2 separate regions of the Triticum aestivum genome follow, and region 2 is linked to region 1. The links are chromatin contacts, called in public Hi-C maps. All regions are on one chromosome and are shown on one strand. Each heading gives the region's core, a stretch centred on a gene start, on an enhancer-like site or on the middle of the called end of the contact. The rest is flanking DNA. Distances are from core to core; before and after follow the strand shown. Region 1 has its middle 16 kb from the start of LOC123053155. Region 2 holds the start of LOC123053156 (ACT domain-containing protein ACR6).

Region 1 (4,978 bases), core at 2,446-4,945:
ACTATAATTTGCTTTCGAGAATGATGCTAGCATGAATAAGATATAATTAGGTGACAAATAATTGTGAGAAAACTATCTCTTGACAGAAAGCCTGCTAGGAAACATTTGCCACCTATTCCTTGTTATTTTCACGTGAGGTACAACTGTCGGTTAATCTAAGGCTACTTCAGACAACACAATGTAAGTACTTCTAAAATGCTCCCTCTGTTCCATAACATAAGATCGTTTTAGCTTACAAAACGATCTTATATTATGAGACGAAGGAAGTAATAGACATTATGCATATTTAGAAGGATTCTTAATTTTCATAGCTTACTGTAACTTTCACAGTGCTAGTTGGCCTTAATGATCACTTAAAATAATGGACACTTTCTCCCCGCATAAACGGGCACGTATTCATGCACACCGTGGAGAGGCGACGTCTCAACTAATATTTGGTTGCTTTGGAAGAACAGTCGGCCGTACCATTTCTCCATTTAGGTTCACAGTGCTGGGCTTCAAGCGTCCCCGTCAAGTGACTCAACTACTGTCGGGCGTGCCTGCTGATCCTGCACGACAAAAACCCTAAAATACAGTTAGTCAGCTGCCGCGCCATGTCAGCTAGCAATTAATTATAATTTCGCTCCTAAACAGCAACGGTTAGTTAAGTGTACGATCAAGCACGAAGTAACATTGATGCCCAGTCGATGTCAACACCCTGATGTAAAAATCAAGTTTCAGGGACCGTCCGTCCACGTGTGTGAACACCGTTTGCACACTGTAGGCTAGAAAGTTGATTTTCCTGGCACCATTGGTTGATGAGGAAACTGCCGGAGTCCTAAATCAAGGGACGCTTTCTCTAGCACCTACACGTAGGCGTGTTCTCGAAGCAAAAAGCGTCTGCGTTGGATACCTGCAAAGGTAACTGTCCCTTTTACACTGCCATGTGTGACATTCTCGATCGCTAGAGCTTAATCGAAGCAAATTTGACAAATTTAACCTATAATCGAAATCAAATCACAAAATGAGCTGTCCGTGAAACTATTTCACGCGGCTGACCCTTGGCGCCTAACTCTCAGGCGCTGCACTAGTGCAACGTCCAGGAGTTAGGCGCTGCACTGTAGTGTGGCGCCTAGCTCTCAGGCGCTACACGCTGACTTGGGCACATATGGGTGCGACGCTGGCCGTGTAGCGCCTATCTGGAAGGCGTTGCACAGTAGGGTGTGGCGCCGGCGTGGCGGGCGCTACACAAAAGGGTCAGGGGAGTGAAATAGTTTCGCAACCAGTTCATTCTGTGATTTGATTTTGATTATAGGTCAAAATTATCAAATTTGCCGTTAATAGAATGTCTGTATTGACGACCACATCTCGTGTCACTTGGCGAGAAACATGGGCTTAATACTAGCTTAGGCTTGCTGGAAAAACCAGTAGAAAATACGCCAGTGAAAAAGATCCATTCGTTGTTTTTGATGGAGCGAAGGACTGCCTTTTTTTAAGTGGAGGAGAAGGGAAGATATTTATCAGCGACAGCCAACGAAGTTCTTTTTTTTTTAAGAAAGATAATATATTAATATCGTAAAGATACCGATTGCACGCCAAGGAAGCTGTACCACGAGCGCAAAGATTCAGCTGATAGCTGCTGAGTTGTTCGAATATGAGTAGTACAGCAATACATTGGTGAATCCCTTCATCGGTGCTCCAGATGGATGAACACCGAGCGAGGCCAAGCTGCGGTTTCGTTGGACCAAAGCAAGCAACAAGAGAGAACCCGAAAGGGCAAAAACAGTTGGGCGTGTGAACGGCCACAGATTCCGACCAAACATATGCGTCATTCGTTCTTAGGCCAACTCCATCGCGCGACTCTATCCTGTCCGCCCCTGTCCGTTTGAGATAAAACGGACAAACGAGGCGGCCCAGCGCGCGGGAGCAAACAAACTTTTGTCCGTTTTGTGTCCGCTTTTGACCCATCCGCGGCCCAAGTTTGCGCCGTTTTTGGGGTGAAACGGACACCACGCGGACGCGCCGGTCGTCTGCGCGTGTCCTCCCATGGCCCGTCCGTCGGTGGCACAGGGCGGGCCTTTTTCTATCCGCCCCTCCCTCCCTCCGGCCGCACCCCCTCCACTCTTCCCCACTCTTCCCCTCGCTGCCGCCGCCGCCGCTGCCATTGCAGCCGTGCAGTTCGGACGCGCGCTCGCCCAACCCCTTCCCCTCGGTGCTGCCGAGCTACCCAACCACGACCACCTGGTTTGCGCACCCGCCGGCCGGATTTGGGGCGGATCCGGTCGGTCTTGAGCTCGCCCGGCTGTGGGAGGCCGGGCCGCGCCATGGACTGGCCGGGCACCTCGCCGGAAGGCCCTGGCAGGGCCGCAAAGCCACATGCAGCCAGTGCCTCCTCCTCTAGCCGCTCGGATCTGCACCGTCGGTGGTCCGCCGGCAGATACACGAATGGCGGTCGGCCGGGCTCGGTGCTCGCCCAAAAGCTCGCCGGCGCACCGTTGCCACTCATTAAGTGCGACCACTGCCCAAGGATGGTCGTGCGCCGCGTGTCTACAACGCCGGAACATACCGGATGGGTGTTCATCAAGTGCTTAAACGATGGGGTATGTGCTCTTTTTAGCTTCGGTTTGTGCTCTAGTTTTGACTAGTTGTGCTAACTACAAATTTTATTGTGTAGCATGGATGCAAGTTTTGGTATTGGGAAGAAGAGTACATCGATATATTGATAGAGCAAAATTTAGTACATGTTCGTGCACTTTTAGCTAGCATAGAGGCTGTAGATGAGACAAGTGCACTTGTTGCTAGATTAGAGGCTAGACACGAGACTAGGTGTGAGGAAGCAACATCGACTTCTGGCTTGAAGAAGAAAGGAGGATGCCAGATCGAGCCTCCTCCACAGATCACCAATGAGTGCAGCGAGAAGGCCCTAGCCCAACTCAAGGGAGCAGTTATGGAAGTTGGGTATCTTCTAAAATGTATTCTTATTGTTCTTGTTTTGTTTGGCCTTGCTTTACTAGTTAAAATGTAATGATGTATTTTTCATGTACCGAAAATGAATGATGAAAAGAAGTTAAGGACTTGAAAAAAAAATGTACGCGGACAGGATGCGGCCGGGAAGCGTCCGCGCACTGGGCGCACGGCCACCGCATCCCAGAACAGGCCCGGACACGATCCCATTACCCTACCCGAACGGACAGAATCCGGACAAAACGAACATCCGTTTGGGTCATGCGGTGGAGTTGGCTTTAGCGTGCGTGCCCAGACTTCAGAGGAGAGTATCTCCGGCAGGTCGACACGGGTGGGCAAGCAGCCACATGCAGACGTCAGGTTACTTACTCGGAGTGCAAAGCTGGACTCGACCGCTCACCGGAACAGCCCAGTGACGGGGGCCGCACCAGCAGAAAGAAAAGTAGCAGTCGCTTCCCCGGGGCAAAGCAGATGGCACCGAAAGGAAGGAAGGAGCATCACACGAGCAACTCGTGGGACGCACGAATCCAATCCACCGGAAACCATTTCATTATTATTCTCTCCACTCTGGTACGTGCGCGCTTATCCAATCCAGCGTAGATTTCTTTTGCAGCTAGCCTCGTGATCGTGTCACGGATAACGGGATCAAGGCGCCGCTCGCCGGCCGCGGCCCAGCCTAGCTGCCTGGCTATTCTATCCATGTGGCGGCGACGTGGACTCTCTCGGCACCGTCGTGTCGCTGTCCGGCCACAGGTAGGCGCCACGGTGTGCCGGGCCTGGCTAGCCCTCACGTCGTGGTCGGCCCTGATGCGCCGTGCAGCACGAGCACGTTCCTCCGAGGAAAAGGATCGGCTGCTAAGATCTCCTCGATCTCGCCAGAGAGAACGTCCAAGAGGATACGGCGTGCGTACAGCCTACGTACACTGCTACTAGTAGTTTGTTAGTTGGGGGTTCGTATTCGGGTGACGTGGAGCGCTGCAAAGCCAGAGCCGGCCTCTTGTTATCCAATCTCATCCCCGGCGGCCTAGCTAATGGATAGAGGGACAAGACGAGAAGATAACGGTTTCGCACGCCTCCCTTCTTCTTGCGCTTCCGCATGGCCGCTGACGTATTTGTAGCCTCACAGTGCAGATGCTTGAGTCAGTGATGCTCCTACCAAGAGAAAATACTAATCCAAGTGCAAGTGTGCAACCCTGTCTCTGTCAAAAGTGTCAAGCGGCTCAACTACTGTCGGGCGTGCTGGCTGATGCGCGCGCCAAAACCCCAGCTTTTTATCGGCCGCACCAGGCCCCGTCGCCACGTCAGACCCGACGAAACAATCTGGTAGGTAGTAGTATCAGTAGCCTATTAACGCATCAAGAAACAATAACCTAGGGGGAACAGAACTCTCACAGCGATTAGCGACTCTCGGCCGCCAGATCGAACTGCGTGATGCGTTTTCGACCGTTGGATCTCGCGGTGGGAGGGGCTGGGCCGTCGGATCAAAGCCACGAAACTGTAGCAACGAATAGTTACCATTCCCTCGCGGTCCTGCTTACTCCGCGGTTTCGACCGGTTCACGCTGACTTGTGGGCCCTTTTGTGGGTGGGCCGCGCCTGTCAGCGGTTGTGTCTAGGAGCGTGGTCTGTGCGGCCAGTCGGCGCCCTCCACCGTTCAAATTGAAGGAAATATGTCCTAGAGGTAATAATAAAGTTATTATTTATTTCATTATATCATGATAAATGTTTATTATTCATGCTAGAATTGTATTAACCAGAAACATAATACATGTGTGAATACATAGACAAACATAGTGTCACTAGTATGCCTCTACTTGACTAGCTCGTTGATCAAAGATGGTTATGTTTCCTAGCCATAGACGTGAGTTGTCATTTGATTAACGGGATCACAAATGATGTGATTGACTTGACCCATTTCGTTAGCTTAGCACACGATCGTTTACTATTCTGCTATTGCTTTCTTCATGACTTATACATGTTCTATGACTATGAGATTATGCAACTCCCGTTTACCAGAGGAACACTATGTGTGCTAC
Region 2 (4,946 bases), core at 1,986-4,485, 39 kb after region 1:
GAATGCACAAGGACACACCATCACGGTGATATCTTTCTTGAGCATGGATATTGCGGATCATACTACTTGTGTTGCTTGCACCATGAGACTTATTGTTCATCTTGGACCACTTGATTGCACACTTGATAGAGATCTTGCTTCGACTTGTCATTTTCACCGTCCCATGCATCATGATATATATGCCTTGTGTGTTGCATCCAATTCTTGGATTACTTGCTCCTCTCATATGTTTGGTTGCAACAATGTCATCCCTTCACATATGCCATGTCCCATTGCTTGTCACATGATTGACTTGATTGCCTCACACATGAAGAACAATTGCTCTTTTTATTGTGTTGAGTGCCACACTATGTTCACTACACCCAATGCACATTATGCTTGGATTGTCCTGCACTTAACCCATGTGTTTAGACATCTCATCTTCTTAGGTGTCGTGAATGATTCCTATGCCTACCATAGACCTTTCATTGAGCGCTTTGCCCATGCTTGCTATGAACCTGAGGTAGATGCTTATTCTCTTGACACACATATTTGCATCTCTACCTTCAATTTACATGCTTGCCCCCATGATATCTTTGCTTGTGCTCGATTGATATACTTACATGCCATGTCTCAATCCTTTGTCACACCATATGCTTTGCATGATGACGACACTTGTTTGGTGAATCACCTCTTGAATGCTTGGTTTTGCACTAACGCTAACCACATTTGTTTTTCCAAGTGTTTGTTGTCCTTACTCCTTTTGAAGGAATCACAAAACGGTGCGACATTGGAGAGTTCCCATTTCGAGCTTCAAGATGACACGTACTTGGTGAACGTCCACTTCTACACGGCGAAGCCATCTCTATTCCATGGTGATTTGGTTTTCGATCCGAGGTCGGATCTTTCCCAAGGGAGGGGAGATGATGCGGAGCATCCTATGGACATCACCATATCAAGAGTCTATTCGGCGAGTGACACGTGCGACATCTACTTCACATACGCAAAGGTGAATCATCTCCTTTACACGTGCTCACTTGACCCCTTCGAGGATGGTATACTACTTGACACTCCACTCGTGTGCATGCATAGGTATTGTCGGAACACTACGGACGACGAGGAGGAGTGCAAGCGCCAAGGTACAACTACACCATCCGCGAGGGAGGCCTGGAAGCGACGACGGAAGAAGACGGAGCTGCTGAAGCTACAGCGGCCGGACATCCGGGCCAAAGGCCGGACATCCGGCGCCTGTGCAGCCGCCAAGGAGCTGCACCAACACACGGCCAACAGCATCAGCGGCCGGACATCTGGCGCCAGCCCCGGACATCCGGCGCCTCGCCAAAGCCCGGACATCCTGCCCTTCCCCCGGAAATCCGGCATCGACGATAGAAGACATCCAAAAGTTTTACCCCCAGCCCGGACATCCGGCCCCCAGCCCGGACATCCGGCCCCTCCTGAAGCCCCGGACATCCGGCCCGTCGCCCGGACATCTGGCCACCCCTGTCTGCGCACAGTAAGGGCCGAGGCCCGTGTACCCTTCGACCCCCTAGACTATATATACTCTTTCTCCTCCATCTTTCTAGGGTTAGCAAAGGATTAGCTCATATGTGAGATAGAGCTTTGGTCATCCATTACGGATCTACTCCACGAGAGAGACCGCGGCCCCTCTACGGAGAAGATCCACCTTGGATTCAAGACCTCCGCACGGAGAAGACCCCCATCAAGACCTCCTTACGGAGAAGAACCGGTTACCTTTGTATCGTCCTTTGTTGGATTTGGATCTTGTATCTTACCTTTGTGTTCATCGATCTAGCGCATGTGTGATCTATTCTTGTTGGTTGAGTGATTTCTCTCGTGTTCCCCTCGTGTTTCCCTCGTGTTTCCCCTCGTGTTCATCACGTTCTTCGTAGGGATCCGCTCCTTTCATGAAAGATCGGCCATCTAGGGTTCCACCCTACATCATGTTGAATGCATGAAATTGGATGCCCACACTTACCAACGTAAATACAAATTATGTTCCATGTTCTCAATTCCATACAATGTACAAACTCGGCAAGGGGACATAAAAAACGCACAAGATTGAACAAGGGGGAAAGGCCGCTACGTGAGTGCGCTAAATCCTACTCTGTTATAATGAGGTGTTGGCGGTTGGCAACTCGCCGTGGATATCTTCAAAAACATTAATAACCAAGCTCTTTTGAGCCTATAAGATGCGGCAATAGAGTTTGTGCCCGAGCAACGAAAAGAGCCAACATACTAATGGAACACCCCCCCCCCCCCCCGCCCCGCAAAATGATAGGCCTCTAACCCATCGACGACGAATATTCTTGGATTCCCCGTGAAAGGATGAGGGCCAACAACCTCATCTCAGTTGCCACTCACAACTAGATGGGACGCGACCAAAAATCATAAGATGTTTGGTTGTCTCCAGAGTGCATCAAATGCACTTCCTTTATTTTCCATTTTCATGGCTTGGCGAAGTCTAGATAGGAAGATGGGTGTGGAAGTAAGTTGCCAACCGTGTTGTTGGCAACTTACTTCCACACAACCGGTTTTACACGATATAACCGTTATTTCTAATTAATAAAGCTTTATCTTTCAAAAAAAGTTGCCAACAATTATTATTACCCTTGTCTTTTGAAGTGAACGGGCTAACGCAAGGTAATCAATAAAACTTGTTGATGCGTGGAACTACTTAATAAGTTGAGACGGTTGGTGTCTTGTCGATAAGAGTTATGTCTCTAGTTTGCTAAAAGCTAAAAAGTAACATGTCACTGAAAAATGAAAGAAATATGAGATCCTTGCTTGTATGTCTGAGGCCGAATATAAATAAAAAATATTGTCAAGGGACAAACAAATCTTCTTTTGAGGGAATGAGGGACAATCATTTTTGTTTTACTAGAAGCTGATGATGGAGTCTTAAGTTCCCTTCGTTCCTCATGACGTTTTCATTTGAAATAAGACATATCTTTGGAATTTGAATGTCAGTTTATGTTGCCAAAAATTCTTTTCCTAAACTTTTCATCTTCATTCCCAAGTTTTACATGTTTATCATGCACACCAGGTCATGCTAAGCGACGGCTACTAAAGAGAAAAGTAAAAAATTGACAAGTATGGGCAAGAAAGACACGTTCCAATAACAAGGGGTATAGAAAAGAATCAACAATTTGGAATCTTCTAGCTACCAGTTAATTACCTACCTATGATTGCGTAATTCCGTTTCACGTCCGACATATATATCCCCTACCAATTATAGGCTCTACAAAATTCATCGGCATCAACCCGTTCATCCGTGCTCGCCGCCTCGCATAAAAGCCACCGGACACGAAGCTTTTCGGTTGTCTGTCCGGGCAAGCCCAACACAATTCATAAGCGCTCTCTCTCTCTCTCTCTCTCTCTCTCTCTGCTTCGACGTCTCCTCTTGCCTGCCGCCTCTCTGCTTCGTGCAAAGTGAAGCTAAGCTGTTGATGCGAGTGAGGGTGTGCCCGCCATGGCTCTCGCAGACGACCACGACGAGTACGCCAAGCTCGTCCGGGGGATGAACCCGCCGAGGTGAGCAACTCGATTAGCCGCCCTTTACTTTTTCTAAAGTTAGCTTCGTTTTAGGGATTTCTTGGGCTCCATTTCGATTTTTGCAGTTCTTGACCTGCACAAATTTTGGTTCTGGTTTCCTTTTGTTGGTGTGTTCTTCCTTCCTTGATCCTCAAATCTCTGTTCCGAAAGGACGGTCCTTGGTTGTATCGAAATTGGGAATCCTCTGCTCCTCGTCCCATCCTCGCTCTGCTCTGTTCTCATGATTTGGGGATTGGACGTGCTGTTGCAGGGTTGTGATCGACAACGAAGCCTCCGACGACGCAACCGTCATCCGGGTGGACAGCGTCAACAGCCACGGCACCCTCCTCGCCGTCGTCCAGGTCATCGCCGACCTCAACCTCGTCATCCGCAAGGCCTACTTCTCCTCCGACGGCAGCTGGTTCATGGACGGTGAGTGCGCCAGACGGCCATCAAGACTTCTAGTTCTTCTAGCCCTCCGCCCAATTTCCGCGGAATCTAACAAATTTCTGTTCTTCGTTTTCCCCTTGTTGTCCGCAGTGTTCAATGTCACTGACCGTGACGGGAACAAGGTTCTTGACACGCCAACCATCTCCTACATCCAGACGGTAATTCACTGAAAATTTTTGGTGCCCGGACGATGGAGTTTTTTATGTGGCGAGAAGGAGTTTTTGAGGATTGAGTTTGTTGTGTGTATGCAGACGTTGGAAGCCGAGGACTGCTACTACCCGGAGGCGCGCAACACGGTGGGCATCGTGCCGTCGGAGGAGTACACGTCGATCGAGCTCACGGGCACCGACCGCCCGGGCCTGCTGTCCGAGGTGTGCGCGGTGCTCGCCGGCATGCAGTGCGCGGTCCGGAGCGCCGAGCTCTGGACGCACAACACGCGCGTCGCGGCCGTCGTGCAGGTCACGGACGCGGCCAAAGCCGCGGGCGGCGCCATCGAGGACGAGGCCCGCATCGCCGACATCAGCCGGCGCCTCGACAACCTGCTGCGCGGGCAGAACGTCGTGCGAGCGGCGGCCGCGGCGAGCCTGACGCACAAGGAGCGCCGCCTGCACCAGATGATGTTCGAGGACCGGGACTACGGCGCCGCCGGACGGCCGGACCCGCGGACGGAGGTCTCCGTGACGCACTGCGCCGAGCGCGGGTACACCGTGGTGGTGGTCCGGTGCAGGGACCGGCCCAAGCTGCTGTTCGACACCGTGTGCACCATCACCGACATGCAGTACGTGGTCCACCACGGCACCGTGAGCTCCGAGGCGGGCGGCGGCGCCTACCAGGAGTACTACATCAGGCACGTGGACGGCCACCCGGTGAGCTCCGAGGCCGAGCGCCGGCGCGTCGTCCAGTGCCTCGAGGCCGCCGTGGAGCGCCGCACCGCCGACGGGCTGGAGCTGGAGGTCCGCACAGAT

Evidence for each region. Hi-C and Micro-C count contacts between places; a contact is called where the count stands out from the background.
Region 2: a Hi-C map of leaf shows a contact between it and region 1, with 3 times the contacts expected there. The contact joins the promoter of LOC123053156 here to the enhancer-like site in region 1. A contact is called at or near these places in 2 of 5 Hi-C or Micro-C datasets (both in leaf).

Annotation. Positions count from the first base shown.
Region 1 is chr2D:360,557,181-360,562,158 of IWGSC CS RefSeq v2.1, forward strand. No RefSeq gene overlaps it. Among protein-coding and RNA genes, the nearest start is that of LOC123053155, 16 kb to the left of the region's middle. Within about 2 kb of position 3,696, at least 7 of the 8 cell types and tissues checked have an H3K27ac peak or open chromatin away from gene starts, as enhancers often do. A contact at or near this core is called in leaf, where this site is marked.
Region 2 is chr2D:360,596,214-360,601,159 of IWGSC CS RefSeq v2.1, forward strand. LOC123053156 (ACT domain-containing protein ACR6) reads left to right here and starts at 3,236. Exons shown (of 4, transcript XM_044476571.1): 1 at 3,236-3,531; 2 at 3,803-3,963; 3 at 4,072-4,139; 4 at 4,233-4,946. The coding sequence starts at 3,470.